Linked DNA regions of Rattus norvegicus: region 1 is linked to region 2. Evidence: chromatin contacts called from public Hi-C data. All regions are on one chromosome and are shown on one strand. The core of a region is the stretch at or near the end of the contact, and the rest is flanking DNA. Distances in the headings are between cores, read along the strand shown.

Region 1 (2,700 bases), core at 138-2,637, 190 kb after region 2:
CATTTCCCCAGTCTTGCATTTTCAGACTTTCAGAATTACTTAAATGCATTCTTATAAATCAGATTATAATGTTGGCGTGTTCACTCGTGCCAGGATTCACCTAATCCTCCACAGTTTCTGTGATGGCTGTTCCAGGTTGTCAACTTGACTACATCTGGAATGAACCACAACCCAGAAATGGAGGACACACCTGTGATCTGGATCTTGAGACTGGAAGACACAGGCTTCTGACTTGGATCTTGGCATGGAGATCATGAGACAGTGTCTATGAAAAGCTTAGGCCCAGGCAAGATAGTACATGCCTTTAATCCCAGGAGACTGAGGCAAGCAGTCCTGAGTTCAAGGCCAGTCTGGGACAAAGCAAGTTTTAGATCCAGGTGTAGAGCTTGAGGACATAAGACAATGGAAGAAGGAAGACTCAGTCTTCTTCTTCTTTGCCTGCTTGCACTTACTTGCCAGTACCTCTGTTGGGACCTCCTTCTTCAGATTGCAGCTTATAGAGAAGAGCGGCTTAAACGACCTACCTTGTGGGACTGAGCAACTACTAGACTCTTGGATTTCCCATTCACAGCTGCCCGTTGTTTGGTTAGTTGACTACAGACTGTCTGTCATTGCAATAAATTCATTTAATACATAGAGATATTCCATAAACTCTCTGATTATTGAAAACCCTGACTAATACAGTTTTATTAGCTTGATCTTTCTTCCTTTCTTTCTTTCTTTCTTTCTTTCTTTCTTTCTTTCTTTCTTTTCTTCTTCTCCTTCTCCTTCTCCTTCTCCTCCTTCTCCTTCTTTTTCTTTGTGGTTGTTGTTATTTTTCAAAATAGGGTTTCTGTGTAGTCCTGGCTGCTCTGGAACTCACTGTGTAGACACCAGCCTGTCTTCGAACTTAGAGACCAGTCTGTCTGCCTCTGCCTCCCGAGTGCGAGACTAAAGGCGTAGGTCACGACCACCCAGTTATAGGTTGAAATAAAATTTACCCATGGGAAAAAAACACGTTTACACAGAGCCCTGGTTTTTCTATAGTGTTTACATTCTTTCTCTGAAGACCCAGCTTCAATGCTATTCTGCAATATCTCGCCTTCAGAGTTGTATTTCCACCGTTTAGTATATAAAAGAGTGGTTGAGAATGAATAACTAGAGCTTAGGAAGGGATTCTCTTGGCTCCTGAACTCAAGGTCTGAAGGCACATGAATCTCGAAACCTTGTGCCAACGGCGCCATCTCTTGGCCGGCAGAGACGGGATGCAGTGTAGTCCTCCGGTCAGCAGGGTGCAGTGCGACCTGGGCAGTGCAGCTTTGCTTCCGCGAGTCGCACGCAGGCGCAGACGTGTACTCCCGGCAGCCCCCGCTCTCCTACCCCGCGCGGTGCATCACTTTGCGGACTCGGTGGAGGCTCGGTGCTGCGGCGGGCTCCGGCGGTGGGCGGGCTTCCGCGCAGGGCGGCCGGGCTCGGCGCTGCCGCCGCCGTGGCCCATGGGCACAGTCGTCTCGGAAGGCCGGGTGAGTGGCGCCGCGGCGGCCCTGGCAGGCGGTTCCGATCTGGAACGGAGACTCGGGTGAGCGCGCCTTCACGGATGCGCTGGACGCGAGGCCGCGGCTCTAGGCCGCGCCGTAAGGGGCGCGGGGATGCGGGCGCGGCACCCCGAGCTACCCGGGGGTTCCCAGCCCTCCACGGTAGGCTCCTTCAGCCTGCCATGCTCCCCTGGGCCGCCTAGATCTCCCCTCCACCTGTCGCGGTCCTCTTGACAGGAAGAACGTTCCTTTCTCCTCTTCATGGCCCATGTCCAGACCAAGGTGTTGAGTCGCTAGACCCCAGTAACCCAAGGTGCCTCGGGCCTCATGAACGGAGAGGCCAAAAACAAAAACAAACCCCCAAACTTGTTTCCTCCAGAGCACCTTAAGTGAGGGTAGAGGACGTTGTCTCACCTGGCTAGAGAGAGACAGTTGTAACCCCCGGCATGCTCAGGTCTGTGTTAAGGGAAGTTCATGTCCCTCCGCTAGCTTTTGAGCTTCTTCTACTTGGACCAGTTGCACTATGACTGCGTGCTTCAAGCTCAATGCTTCTCCAGGGGTTAGATCTCTTAAGAAGCGTGTTCGAAAACCCAGGGCTGGATTGATCCGAAGAACCAGAGTACAAGCTGGAAAGACCTGGAAGAGGAGCCGATGTTTATTCAGTTTAGAGGAGTTTTCTTACAAGGGCAGATCGGGAAAGGCTGCACCAATGAGGGAGTGGGGAAGCAACAGCCGAGGAGCGCTGTAGAGTATTCTGCAGTTTTAGACGGTGACAAGGGATGAAGAGGGGTTTAGAGGGGTGACCATCCATTGAGAAGTCAGGAAGGGAGGACCGTTGACATAAATTCTTATTGGTAAGGGTATATAAGGGTGGAAAGTATGGTTTTCTAGATGATTCCGCTTGTTCTCAGCATAGGTGAGGCCTGTCTCTCTGCAACAGGTGTCTTTTTTAGATCACGTGAGCACATTTATACTGGGATAAGCTGTAAGCATTTCGAGATAACAAAGTTTAGTAAATAAAGTAACCTAGCCCAGGGTAGCATATGCCTGGAACTCCAGTGCTTAGAAGGTGCAGGCAGATCAGGAGTTTTAGGACAAGTCACATGTGGAAAATACAGGAGTCATTTTTCTCCTACCGTATGGGTTCTCATTGACACCCCCCCCCATTTGTTATTACAAACCTCCC
Region 2 (2,827 bases), core at 132-2,631:
TCAAGGAGTCCACCACTGCACCTCGGCCCAGGAGGTAGCGCACGCAGTCCCGGTGGCCCATTGAGGCAGCTTCGTGCAGAGGCCGCTTGTAGTCTCGGTTGGCGGCCTCGATGTCCATACTCCAAGCCTCCACTAGGTACGCTAGGATGTCCTGGCGCCCGTGGCGTGATGCGAAGTGGAGAAGGGTGTCCCCAGCTGGCCCTTGGCTGCCTCGGAACATCTCTGGATCCCAGCAACCTCCAGCTACCTCCAGCTCTTCCCGCAGGGCGCGCAGCTGGCCCTCCTGCACCAGCCTGCAGAGACGCCTCGGATCCCCAGGCGGAGCCATCGCCCTGGACCAGGGTGGACAAAAGTAAGAGGAAGACCCACGTCCAGTCTTCCTAGATGCAGACCCGTGCTATGATAGGTTGGGAGAAGCTTAGAGAAGGTTGGCACTTGCGCTTCCGCTTCCTGCACGTGACGGTTTCCCTAGACTCTCCGCCCCGCCCCCCAGCCGGATCTGTCCGCCAGCTTCTTTTTTTATGCCTCTTGCCCAGGTTTGGAAGTCACAATTTCCAATGTAGAATGGTGTCTCCTCTGGCGACAACATGCACACTCGTAGGTCACTCTGGTTACCGCGCTCCAAACATGCCGACTAGCCAGGGTGGGGCCTCAGGCAGCTTGGGGTAAAGAGGTGCACCTGACATCCTGGAGCTGTCCCTTGTACCCGAGTGATCTAGGGATGGAAGACCTATCAGAATGTAGTGTGTCGGTGTACCGCGATGCCCTGAAATGGGGCAGAAGGGCTTTGCAGCCTGACATCGCACCCCAGATGTGGTCTGCTCTCCACCATACAGCCTATGAGGATGTTTGCTGGCCTGCTCTGGTGGTAGCTGCACAGGCAGCCGAGCTGCAGTGTGGCCAGCTCTCCGCAGCCGGGCGCACCCTGCCCACCACTCTGGAGCATAGCTGGCCCACGTCTGCTGCAAGGATGTCTGCAGGGCTGCACAGCCGCATCCTTCGGCTGACCCAGCTCCCAACAGCAAGGGTTTCTGGGGCCTCTCAGAGCCGGGCCGTGTCCTTGTGCTCCGCCCGATCCTCACTCAATCCACAGCCGACCCCAGCCCCCTCCCCACCCGCTGCTGCCTCCTCAGCCCCCGCGGGAACCCAGGGAGCTCGAAGGAACTCTGGGAAAGTTTTCTTCGCCTCCTCCGCGGTAGCGGAAGCACAGACGGGGCGTGGCTCAAAAAACGGAGCCACGCCCCTTCCCGCTTCGCGTGCGGATTGGCATTAGAGTCTGTCTCTCCGCGCGACCCTTCCAGTTCGGAGTCCCCATTGGTTCACGCGTCCGTCCGTCGTCTCCGGTTGGAGGTTGAGTCTTGGCAGTGAAGAGGCGGAGCTCGCGGAGGAAGTCTGCAGTCGTCTCTGCTCGCTGCCTGGGCCGAAGGAGGGGCTTGCTGGTCGGGGAAAGGCTGGATGTCCAGCGGCATCGGCCGGGTGGTGTCGGCGGCGGGGACCAGGGCCGGGCCGCCATAGTGCGTGAGACCGTGGATTTGGCGTGGGTTGCGAGCCGGGCAAACTTCATATTGTGGGGGCCCCGCGCAGGGGTCTTGGCCTCGGGGGGTGGGGCCCTGGCTGAGGGTGGGTGTAGGAGCTGGCCGCGCCCGCGGTGGTCAGGAGTGGGCCTGCAGGAGGAGGCCGGAAGCTCTCTGCAGACCGGCATCCCTTCGCCGCTCCCTGAGGCTCCGGAAGGGGCAGCACCTGAGAAGATATAGCCTCAGCTGCTGGTAAACCTGGCTTGTCTCCACTGTAATGTTTTTGACCTTGGGCGAGTCATTGTATGCTGCTCCTGACGTTTGTGTTTGCCTTGGTAGTCTCCCGCCCCCTCACCTGAACAGGTGATGGTGATTTAGGGGACGCGAGAAAGCCTGGGGGCGGCTTTTGGAGGGCTCTTTGAGATCCAAGCAACCTTTATTGGCTTCCTTTCGAAGAACTAGGCATTTAACCTGACGGTGTTTCTGTTTGGGGAGTAAAATGGAAGTCGCCACTGCCAGGCTGAAAACAATTTCTTTGCATTTGGCACTGTATTGTGGTTCACTGAGCGCCTGACATTGTCTATTCCATAAACGATCTATAGGTAGCATTCAGGTTTTAGAGGCGAGGACATTGAGGCCTAATGAAGTTAGTGATTTTTTTTTTTTAAACCAGGTATTGGAAAGTTGAGGCGTCTGATAGTTTCAAACTTTTTGCTACTTTGTATGGTTTATGTCTCAACGTTCGAGAGACTGAAGCAAGAGGGTCTTGAGTTCGAGGCTAGTCTGGGCTACCTACTTCTCCCTTAGAAATGATTTCACGTTTTCTTACTTTATATCTCTTAAGTTTCCCGTCCTTTAAACAAAACTGAGAATCCTGGTTCACAAGAGGATGAAGTTGGTTATTTAATTAGTATTCCAAATAAGATTCTGCCTCTCCTCTGCTTTATGAATTTACTTTGGTCTGTGTTTCCCTTTGAGAAACTATATATTTTCTGTGAATCTACCCTATAGCCCTAATGATTTTTCTGGAGAGGGATGGATATTTATGTTTTAAATTTATGAATAGGGCTATTGCTTCTCTCACTATTTCTTCAGTGAAGGTCCTCGGAGTTTGAGGCCTTTACTGCCTCAATTGCCTTGTAACTGTCATTGGGATTGGGATTTTTCAATCTGACTTTTGTTGTGTTTCGTGGATCTTTGGTACTTGGGTGTCGCTGTTGAGGGATCAGTCCTTAACTGTTTTCTTGATTTGTGAATACATAAAACTATTTGAATTCTATTTTTTTAATCCTTTTTAAAGATTAATCTTTTTA

Evidence for each region. Hi-C and Micro-C count contacts between places; a contact is called where the count stands out from the background.
Region 1: a contact with region 2 is called in a Hi-C map of liver, with 4 times the contacts expected there. The contact joins the promoter of Rbm17 here to the promoter of Fbh1 in region 2. A contact is called at or near these places in 5 of 12 Hi-C or Micro-C datasets (frontal cortex, liver, mammary epithelial cells and 1 more) and 1 of 1 datasets of contacts at active chromatin or transcription factors (oligodendrocytes).

What each region holds. Positions count from the first base shown.
Region 1 is chr17:71,845,554-71,848,253 of GRCr8, forward strand. It overlaps Rbm17 (RNA binding motif protein 17), which reads left to right and starts at 1,388. Exons shown (of 12, transcript NM_001013058.1): 1 at 1,388-1,502. It also overlaps the pseudogene Psmc6-ps1.
Region 2 is chr17:71,657,997-71,660,823 of GRCr8, forward strand. Fbh1 (F-box DNA helicase 1) reads left to right here and starts at 1,382. Exons shown (of 21, transcript NM_001106119.1): 1 at 1,382-1,514. The coding sequence starts at 1,514. It overlaps Ankrd16 (ankyrin repeat domain 16), which reads right to left and starts at 381. Exons shown (of 8, transcript NM_001033698.1): 1 at 1-381. The coding sequence starts at 328.